2 separate regions of the Mus musculus genome follow, and region 2 is linked to region 1. Evidence: chromatin contacts called from public Hi-C data. All regions are on one chromosome and are shown on one strand. The core of a region is the stretch at or near the end of the contact, and the rest is flanking DNA. Distances in the headings are between cores, read along the strand shown. Region 1 overlaps Pik3r1 (phosphoinositide-3-kinase regulatory subunit 1). Region 2 has its middle 46 kb from the start of Gm41044.

The links. Hi-C and Micro-C count contacts between places; a contact is called where the count stands out from the background.
Region 2: a contact with region 1 is called in a Hi-C map of muscle stem cells, with 2.4 times the contacts expected there. The contact joins two enhancer-like sites. A contact is called at or near these places in 5 of 484 Hi-C or Micro-C datasets (the N1E-115 cell line, cerebellum, liver and 2 more).

Annotation. Positions count from the first base shown.
Region 1 is chr13:101,727,307-101,732,476 of GRCm38.p6, forward strand. The region is part of intron 2 of Pik3r1 (phosphoinositide-3-kinase regulatory subunit 1); the gene reads right to left. Among named protein-coding and RNA genes, the nearest start is that of Pik3r1, 38 kb to the right of the region's middle. Within about 2 kb of position 3,230, at least 53 of the 459 cell types and tissues checked have an H3K27ac peak or open chromatin away from gene starts, as enhancers often do. A contact at or near this core is called in muscle stem cells, where this site is marked.
Region 2 is chr13:101,965,266-101,970,435 of GRCm38.p6, forward strand. No RefSeq gene overlaps it. Among named protein-coding and RNA genes, the nearest start is that of Gm41044, 46 kb to the right of the region's middle. Within about 2 kb of position 2,201, at least 15 of the 459 cell types and tissues checked have an H3K27ac peak or open chromatin away from gene starts, as enhancers often do. A contact at or near this core is called in muscle stem cells, where this site is marked.

The DNA of each region.
Region 1 (5,170 bases), core at 1,980-4,479:
GAGCGCCAGCTAGAGAGAGTCTCTGTCAAAAGCACATAGGGTAGTGGGACTGGAGAGTGGCCAGTGGCTGATAGCACTGGCTGCTCTTTCAGAGAATGCAGGTACAATTCCCAGCACACCTGGCAACTAACAACCTGTAACTCCAGTTCTTGGGGACTAGACACCCTCTTCTGTCCACCATGGGCACCAGGAATGCATATGGTATGTGCAAATACATGTTTGGCAAGCACTTAAACACTATCTATATTAATGTTATATATTAATATATTATATATTATTATCTATTTTACATGTAGGTATGTATAAATATTATATTACATGTTATAAATATTAGTGTGTGTGTCTGTGTGTCTGTGTAGAAAGTGACTAAGAAAAGACACTTGGCACTGACTTCTGGCCTCAACACATCCAGACCCGCATGAATACATACATACACACAAAACACATATGCACAGATACACCACACATAATATAAAATCAAAATGAAGTTTATAAAAGCGTGAGGCCTAATGCTGCAATCCATGGGGGTCACAGAACGCCACTTTTCAAGAGTGGCTTAGATGTTTCTGTTTCAGTCACTCTTCCTGTGGAGGAAACGTCCCACCTGTTTGGTCAAGTGTTGAGAGACTATGAATCCACTGAGGTAGGCAAGATGCATGTGTTCCAGCTACCATGAAGAACTCCAGTAAAGTGAGCCAAACGTGTGCACCAGATTCCAACAGCTCTGCTCATGGTGCGGACTTGCAAACACGTCTAAAAGCCCCAGCTGCTTTTAATTAATAGCACATGCTGGGAGCACCTTGCCTAACTTAGCAAAATCTCACTTTATTTTAAATAGGATTCTGAACATTTTTTTATAAGCACTGGATCCATTTATTTTTCAAGGCAAATAAATAACCCCAAAATAAATTTAAACTGGGCTCTTTTAAAAACAGTCATATTTCACATTGAATGTGTTCCTGAGGCCAGAGGAAATGGTCTTTCCTTTCCTAAACTTTTTAGCCAAGTACTCACAAACCCCATTTCTTCCCAAGAATATTTGCTTTTTTTTTTTTTTTTTTTAATTTCTCAGAGCCCAGTTTTAAAAGGCTGGAATTTTTCACAAGGCAAAATAATTCCATTTGCTAGTTGGCTCCTTCTCTGAGGCCAGCTCAGATCCTATGGGACACATAACCCTTAACTGAAATGCAGGCAAAGTGTCATGAACCATGCTAGGATATTGGTCAACCACAGCTCAAAGTACAAATTCAAAGGGAGATGGGGAGCTAGCTTTAAAGTAAGTGTGGCGAGCAGATGCACCCGCTGAGCATTAATCCTTCGGCCAAAGCAACAGAAACAGTCAAGGAGAAAATACAGACTTTATGCCTAGTTGGGGGAGTAGGGTAGGGAGCCAGATAGCAAGAACTACTGTTAGGAATATGGGGCAAGGTAAATAGATTCAATTGCTCTCAGTTCCTTAAGCCCGAGTCAAATTTTCTTATCAAATACTGCTTGCAGGGGCTGAGAAGTTCTAGGTGGCGGGGATCATCAAGCACGGGCAGGTTCTGGGTTCGATTCCTACCACTGGGGAGGCAGGAAATAGTGCAGGTACCATATTGGGAGGAGGAAAAAAATAGAAAACTGAGCAGCAGAGGCAAACAAAAAAAAAAAAGGCTTGGGAGAAAGAGTGGGTCTAGTCGTCAGCTCCTGTGTTGTGGAGCCAACCGCCACTGGATGGCAGTGAGGTTGTATCTACTGAAGCTGCTCTGTGAACGAAGGAGTTAGTCTTTTCTCCAACCGGCCTGGCCCCAAGGCCACAGAGGAAGGTTAAAAAGTAAAAATAAAATAAAAAATAAAGTAAAATAAAATGGTTCTTCTCTGCAAAGAAAGACTGGGTACCTCTGACCTAGAAATCACAAAGCTCAGTCTGATTTTTTTGTTAAGTTTCTTGAAATTTACTATCAATAAGTCTGGAACTGAAGACCAAAACAAGCTAGAGCTTCTAAATGATTTCTAGGAGTTTGAAATTCAGGCAGCACATGCCACACACATGCAAAAATCTGTATGCAAGCAGGCAGCACACACACATACACACACATCTGAATACAAGCAGGAAAGCACACACATACACACAGGCACACACATCACACACACACACCTGAATGCAAGCAGGAAAGCACACACACATACACACACGCACACACACACCACAGCACACCACACACACACATACACACACACACCTGAATGCCAGCAGGAAAGCACACACATACACACACGCACACACACACCACACAACACCACACCCCCCCCCACACACACACACATGTATACACACCCCTCTGAAGTTTGTTATTGAGATATTGTCATCTTGAACCTAGTAAACAAACTGAAACCACATCTTACCCCTACTATTCCTGGTGAACTTGATGGCTTCGCCACACTTTTCAAAGCTATACAGTTCCCTCCTTTCCTTGGCATTTGATCCTTTGGGGTGGGAGTGTGGGGGGGGGGGCTAGGGGAAGGGGGATTAGTAATCTCACCAGTGACAAGCTTTGCTTTCAGTAAGGACATTTGCCAACTTAAACAGCATCTCCCAGGGCAACAGGATAATGAAAGACACATGGAGGTCTTTGCTGTCATCAGATGCAAGCTCAGCTCTGCCTGAAATTGAGCCTGTAATTCGGCTGATCCTCATGTTAGGAGAGGTGTGACCCAGAGGGTCTAGAAGACAACCCTTGACTTAACAGCAGAGAAGGGTCCCAGGGGCAAACGTTCTCATCTTGCAGGGCTTCTGACCAGCACTACTCCTTCAGAGGAGACACAGGAAGCCAACTGCTCTAATTCTTGGCAGACACCTTAATATACTAAGTGTTGAAATCTTCCATCTCTGCTGCTGATAAAACTGAGGCTCTGCTACCCACCCTGGACCACCAGACACCAGCAGAACACATGCAGGTGGGTCACTCTCAATCACAGCCAAGACCCCATAAACCCCAAACCAGGGTCACAGCTCCTGAGACTCCTAACCTGGAACTCCAAGTTTCTCTTTTCCCCCCATTTCAGGACATAGTCAACTGTGTGCGTTTCTCCGTTCATCTAGAAAGACTTTTAAACCACGCAAAATCTAAAAATGAGAAAGAATGAAGAGTCTGGAAATTTCTGAAAGAAAGAACAGAAGCTGTAATGGTGCGCAACGCTGTTTCCTACCCTCTGCGGCTGGGTCCAGTGTCAGGCGTCAGTGGCTGATTCATCCACAGGAACTCAAAGCTGCCCCCACCCACAGGCAACTTGACCCAAGAATGGCTTATACGTACCCAGAGCCTCCATTTTTTTTTCTTGTTTTCTGTGGTACTAGGATTAAGCCCAGAGCTTCCTGCATATCAGGCAAGCACTCCACCACCATGCTGGCTAGTTTTATTGCAATTAGCCAGTTTTGAAAGAAGGGACCTCAGTTAAGAAAATGTCCCCACCAGATTAGCCTGTGGGCAAGCCTGTGGTACATCTTTTTTGTTTGGTGATTGCTAAGAGAGGACCTAGCTCACTGTGGGTGGTTCCTCCCTTGGGCTGGTGGTCCTGGGTGCTATAAGAAAGCAGGTTGAGAAGGCCATGAAAAGCAAGCCAGTAAGCAGCACCCCTCTACTGCCTACACATCAGCTCCTGCCTCCAGGTTCCGGCCTTGAGTTCTTGCCCTAATAAATCCCTGGTCCCTGGAATAAATTCTTTCATCACCAAGTTGCTATTGGTCATAGGGTTTTAGCATAGCAACAGAAACCCTAAGATAACCACTAAACTGATGTCAGTTACCATCCCTTTACTTCCTTATCTATTTATTTTCAAACTGGGTCTCAAACTCGCTTAGTGTAGCCCAGGCAGGTCTTAAACTTGTGATTCTCCTGCCTCAATCCCCCCAAACAATGGGGTTTACAGGGTACCACTAAATCTGGCTCAGAGTCCTCAGTACAGCCTAGCAAGTGATAACTTAAAGAACCATGGGCCATAAGGGATTGTCAGGACATACTCAGCAGAAAAAATGACTATCTAAATATAACCAGATACCCTGGAAAACCAATGGATTTTCAAAATGGTGCTTCTACCATTTGAGCTGAGAACCTGAGTGGCCTTGGGCACACAGCAGGCGATTGTCAGAAGCGCTTTGTAAATTTTTATCCAAAGTACAATGTCACTCATCTACTATAACATTGCTATTTCAAAAATCTAGTTTCTTTTTCTTTTCTTCTCTCCCTTTCCTTTTCCTTTTTCCTTTTTCCCCTTACCTACCTACCTCCCTCCCTCCCTCCCTCCCTCCCTCCCTCCCTCCCTCCCTTCCTCCCTCCCTTTTGAAACAAGGTCTCCATATGTATCCCAGGAGATCCTTGCAGTCTTGATTATCTTCCTTGCTTTGGCTTCATGAGTGGTAAGCCTACAAATTTGCATCATCATACCAAACTTTAGAAACGATCTCATAGTCCAGGTTAGCCCTAAACTCATCATGTAGAGCAGGTTGGCCTCAAAATCCTCTTGCTTCTGTCTTCCAAGTGCTGGGAGTTCCACACTAGAATTTTTACTTCTACACTAACAAAGGCAAACCTTTCGGCACAATCACTGTATTATCTATCTTACAGACTACAGTTGGGGGCAGAGATAACATGTGGGCTTGGTGCCAGAGCCTGCAGTCCCAGCACTCAGGAGGCACAAGCTGGAAGATCTCAAATCCGAGGCCAGCCTACGCTACATACACAGCAAATTCCTGTCAAAACAAAAACCAACAATGTCTATTGGTGTCATCCTTGTTCGGATCACGCTTAGGCAGCCATGTTGATGAGACTTCACGGCTGTAGCTTGTGACATATTTAGGAGACACCGTCTCATATAGAAGGGGGAAAGCTCACAAGGACTCAATTATAAAGGAAAAACCCAAACTGCAGGCAGCCAAGGAATGCTGAGTGCGCACGAAACAGGCTTCCCCAAGGAAAAGCACAGGAATCGGTTATCCAAATACCAAATGATCAGCCCTAAAAGTAACATTATACAGTCTGAGCAGGTTGTATTTATGTATCTGGTATTACACACACAGGCACACACACACACAGAGACACACACAGAAAACAGCAATTAAAGAAAAAAAGATATGAATTTGAAAGAGAACAAGGGGGTACACAGGAGAGTTTGAAGGGGGAGAGGGGGAAGA
Region 2 (5,170 bases), core at 951-3,450, 240 kb after region 1:
TTATGTGCGTGTGTTGGATGGGAAGGGAGAGGGAGAGAATGGGGTTAAAGTAAGCAAGCAGAATTCTATTTCCAAACAATGAATGTTTATTAGTATGTCTTTTATCCTCCCAGGTAGAAGAACTCACAGGCTTTGTATCAGTTCACTCTAAATTGCACTAAGTTTCACAGGTCTCTGATCCTGAGCAAGACCTTACTGCCTCTGTATGTCCCTCAAGGGGTAAGTTCCCAACCTTTTGACCCTGCGACCATGTGACCATGAGACCCTGGACCCTGTGACCATGTGACCATGAGACCCTGGACCCTGCGACCATGTGACCATGCTTACACACATCAGGGTTTGCTCAAATGTGCACATCACATTATCCTTCCGTTATCCTTAAAGGCTGGGAGTCTGAGCTCTTCTCGTTGCCTGGAGCGGTGTGACCTCTTGTCCAATTACTAGCCGCTGGGGTTTCAAGAACTTCTATTGATGGAAAGCATGACTCATGGTGTTGATTGCTCTGTGTCCTGCTGAGGTCCTGCGGAGACTGGCTTAGTTTGCCTGAGAGTACTCAGATTCTAATGGTTTGTCTGCCCCTACTCCATAAATAGAAACCATGTTTACTTTTGCCATAGAATATACGTAAAGTCCAGTTCTAGGAAAAGAGGAAGTGCACTCTAATAGCCAGAAGACAGGCTCAGAACTGAATGAATGAGTACCTTTTTAGGTTTGTTAGAGTCTTCCTTCCCCAACAAATGAGAGGACCTACAGATCCTGGGGATGGGAAAAGGAGAAATACTAACATTTTTACTGACTTCCATTCCAGTCCCCTGAATGGAAGCCACAGATAGCACACAGCCACATGAAAACTGTTGTTTAAATATTGTAGAATAGAGCTAAGGAGCGGAACGGCAGCTCTGCATCTTGAAGCCATTGCTGGATAGTTAGTATGCAAGAGTTGCAAGACAAATGAGAGGATGCAGCCCTGTGGTGGCCACTGAAGTACTCACCCGGTATAAGTGGCTGCATCTCTGATCATCCCATTCTTCCATGTGGCCAACTATCGGGTGCAGATAGCTGCAAGTTTGGCTACATTCATACTTTTTTCTTAAAAAGGTTTGTGGAGGTAGCTGTCAGTTTTGAGTCTATACATTCAGATCTTACTTCCTCAAAGAAGAATTCCTATCCTGTGAGCAGGATAGCTAATTGTTGAAAAGTCTTCGCTAGAAGGGACTTATACCCTACAGATTCATTTTGTTATACAAAGAAGACGTGTGCTATGTACGTGTGGCTGTATCCCTTTTCTTTCCGAGTGTGCTATATTTTGCAAAGAGCCGTGTTTGGGGAGAGATAAAGCTGAATGCTTAAAAAAAGAGAGACAATCTTCCTTCGATCTTCAAAAAGTAATCTTTTACTTCACAAACTGTTTGGAACTCCCTGCAGACCGTCTACAAAGAATCTAGGCTACATTTTTGGGGTTTGGAGGGTTTTTTTTAATCCCCCAAGTAGAGCAGAAGTGATCTCAGAAGTGTTTCTTCCACCCGGGGCAACAAGGGAAGATTTATTAGCTTGTTGTTGGCAGGCTTGAGACCCAGGTTTGTGTAGTTTATGTTGTTTTCTCGGCCCATGAGAGCCGGTTCTGGCCCCCGTGTATGTTTGAAGTCTGCACAGGAAGTTGGCCTTAGACGAGCCTCATTTCTAGATGGATTCCGAGGCTCTCGGAGCAAGGGCCAACCTCTGCGCCAAGAACAATGAGGAATGTTAGCCATGGTGTGGAAACTTGGGCAGGAGAGAAGGATGTTGCCCTGGTCCTGTGGCAAGGAAGCCAGAGGATGGTGACTGGGAGGGGCATGGGAAAGGACACTGTGACAGGACCATCATCATCTAGGGTTTCCTTCACTGGCTGTATTTGTCTGACCTCCAAGGTGCCTGGCCATAGTCCAGTGTGGTAAGAACACGGCTGTGAGAACCTGGACCACAGACACTATGGAAATTGCAGTTGCCTCATTGTGGAAAGATTTTACAATCTGCAGTTTGCTATATGCCAGCCACCCTCTCACTGACAGCCTTGAAAAAAAATTCAAAAATAAATGTAGAGTTTATGTATCATAAAAACTTTATGTGCCATAGAAATGGCTCCTCTGGGACTGCCCTCGGATCCTTGCCTGAGCCACATTTTCTGGAGGGAGGGCTTGCGTTTGGTGATGTGTCGATTTAATTTTCCCAATTCATGCCAAATTAAATAAATACCCACATTTTTTGATCTGGTAACACAGAGCGAGTGGCCAAAGGGATTTGTGATCAAAGGTTGCCCTCCTCCAGGGACTAACAGTTGAGTGATGTACATTAACATATTTTAGCCTCAGACCAGTTGACCGAGAACAACTAGGCATATGCCTGATGTGGAGACATGCAGTGAAACATTAAAACAAACAATCCTAATTAGGCCCATCCAGTCATGCATGGGCCTCAATTGTGTATCCTTTCATTTGAAGTGGGTCAGCAGCACTCGGAATGTTCCATCTGCAACATTCTGGTTTGTTAGGATCTCGCTGACCAAAATTAATTGGGTCTGGTTCACTCAGTAAGAAACCAGATCACTTTAATATTTATACAGCTTTTAACCTCTTCTAGATAAAAACCACACCAAACCAATTCAAACCAAATGGGATGTGTCCCATGTTCAAAAACAACCTATTTGTACTGAGGGATGTGTAGGCCAACACTTTGTCAACTGTGTATTTTGCTGAAAGTTAGTGTTAATCCTGTGAGTCTCTAGAGAGAAAAAAAAAAACAAAACAAAACACAACTCCACCATTTTGGTCTAAATTTAAAGCAAGCATTATAAAATATTAAGCACTGACCAAAAGAGGGACTTTGGTCAGGACCGTTCTCCAAAATTTCCCAGCTGGAATGTCGTTGAGGCAGGTGTTGCAGAGGCTTATAAGGGCAACCCTGTAGCTCCCCGGTCCACCCCACTGCTTCTGATGAAGCTTTGCTATTTCCCAAGAACTACAGTTCCCGGCAATCCAGAAAGTTACTTGGTTCCTGAGCAAGTGGGGCTTACTGGCTAATTTGGGGCATTGCGTTTGGTATTATGTAGCTTTGTTTTGGTGTTTGTTTGTCTGTTTGATGACTGTGACCACACCATGTTTACCTTCCATTAGGACAGAGATCTTGGTTTCAGGGTTAGGTAATAGCTAAATTCCTACCACCCACACAATCAATTTACAGATACCTTCTCATCTTGGACACTACTGTTGTGTTTACAGAAATTGACATGCACCCTGCTATGAGGGACTTCAGGGGCATCTTCACTCACACCACTACCACATCACTGGTAAGTGAGCTGGCAAACAAGTTGAACTTTTTTTTGTTTGTTTTTGGTGTTTGTTTGTTTGTTTACAGGACAGAAGTTACCACGTTTTAAGCAGGAGCCTGGTGCTGGTGATGCCACACATTTGGAAACCAGTTCTTCAGTATATTGGGAAAAGTCTACTGTCTTAGTCAGGGTTTCTATTCCTGCACAAACATCATGACCAAGAAGCAAATTGGGGAGGAAAGGGTTTATTCAGCTTACACTTCCACACTGCTGTTCATCACTGAAAGAAGTCAGGACTGGAACTCAAACAGGTCAGGTAGCAGAAGCTGAAGCAGAGGCCATGGAGGGATGTTCTTTACTGGCTTGCTTCCCCTGGCTTGCTCAGCCTTTTCTCTTATAGAACCCAAGATTACCAGCCCAGAGATGGTCCCACCCACAAGGGGCCTTTCCCCTTGATCACTAATTGAGAAAATGCTTTACAGCTGGATCTCTTGGAGGGATTTCCCCAACTGAAGCTCCTTTCTCTGTGATAACTCCAGCTTTGTCAAGTTGACATAAAACTAGTCAGTACAGCTACCAAGGGATGTGAGAGCAGTGTTTGCATTTCTTTTTTTCTTTTTCTTTTTCTTTTCTTTTCTTTTCTTTTTTTTTAACGTATTTTCCTCAATTACATTTCCAATGCTATCCCAAAAGTCTCCCACACCCTCCCCCCCACTCCCCTACCCACCCATTCCCATTTTTTTTGGCCCTGGCGTTCCCCTGTACTGGGGCATATAAAGTTTGCCTGTCCAGTGGGCCTCTTTTTCCAGTGATGGCCGACTAGGCCATCTTTTGATACATATGCAGCTAGAGTCAAGAGCTCCAGGATACTGGTTAGTTCATAATGTTGCACCTACAGGGTTGCAGATCTCTTTAGCTCCTTGTATACTTTCTCTAGCTCCTCCATTGGGGGCCCTGTGATCCATCCAATAGTTGACTGTGAGCATCCACTTCTGTGTTTGCTAGGCCCCGGCCTAGTCTCACAAGAGACAGCTATATCATGGTCCTTGCAACAAACGCTTGCTAGTGTATGCAATGGTGTCATGGTTTGGAGGCTAATTATGGGATGGATCCCTGGATATGGCAGTCTCTTGATGGTCCATCCTTTTGTCTCAGCTCCAAACTTTGTCTCTGTAATTCCTTCCATGGGTGATTGTTTCCAATTCTAAGAAGGGGCAAAGTGTCCACACTTTGGTCTTCGTTTTTCTTCAGTTTCATGTGTTTTGCAAATTGTACCTTATATCTCACTATACTAAGTTTCTGGGCTAATATCCACTTATCAGTGAGTACATATTATTTGAGTTCTTTTGTGATTGTGTTACCTCACTCAGGATGATGCCCTCCAGGTCCAACCATTTGCCTAGGAATTTCATAAATTCATTCTTTTTAATAGCTGAGTAGTACTCCATTGTGTAAATGTACCACATTTTTTGTATCCATTCCTCTGTTGAGGGGCATCTGGGTTCTTTCCAGCTTCTGGCTATTATAAATAAGGCTGCTATGAACATAGTGGAGCATGTGTCCTTCTTACCCATTGGGACATCTTCTGGATATATGCCCAGGAGAGGTATTGTGGATCCTCCGGTAGTACAATGTCCAATTTTCTGAGGAACCGCCAGACTGATTTCCAGAATGTTTGTACAAGCTTGCAATCCCACCAACAATGGAGGAGTGTTCCTCTTTCTCCACATCCTCGCCAGCATCTGCTGTCACCTGAATTTTTGATCTTAGCCATTCTGACTGGTGTGAGATGGAATCTCAGGGTTGTTTTGATTTGGATTTCTCTGATGATTATGGATGTTGAACATTTTTTCAGGTGCTTCTCAG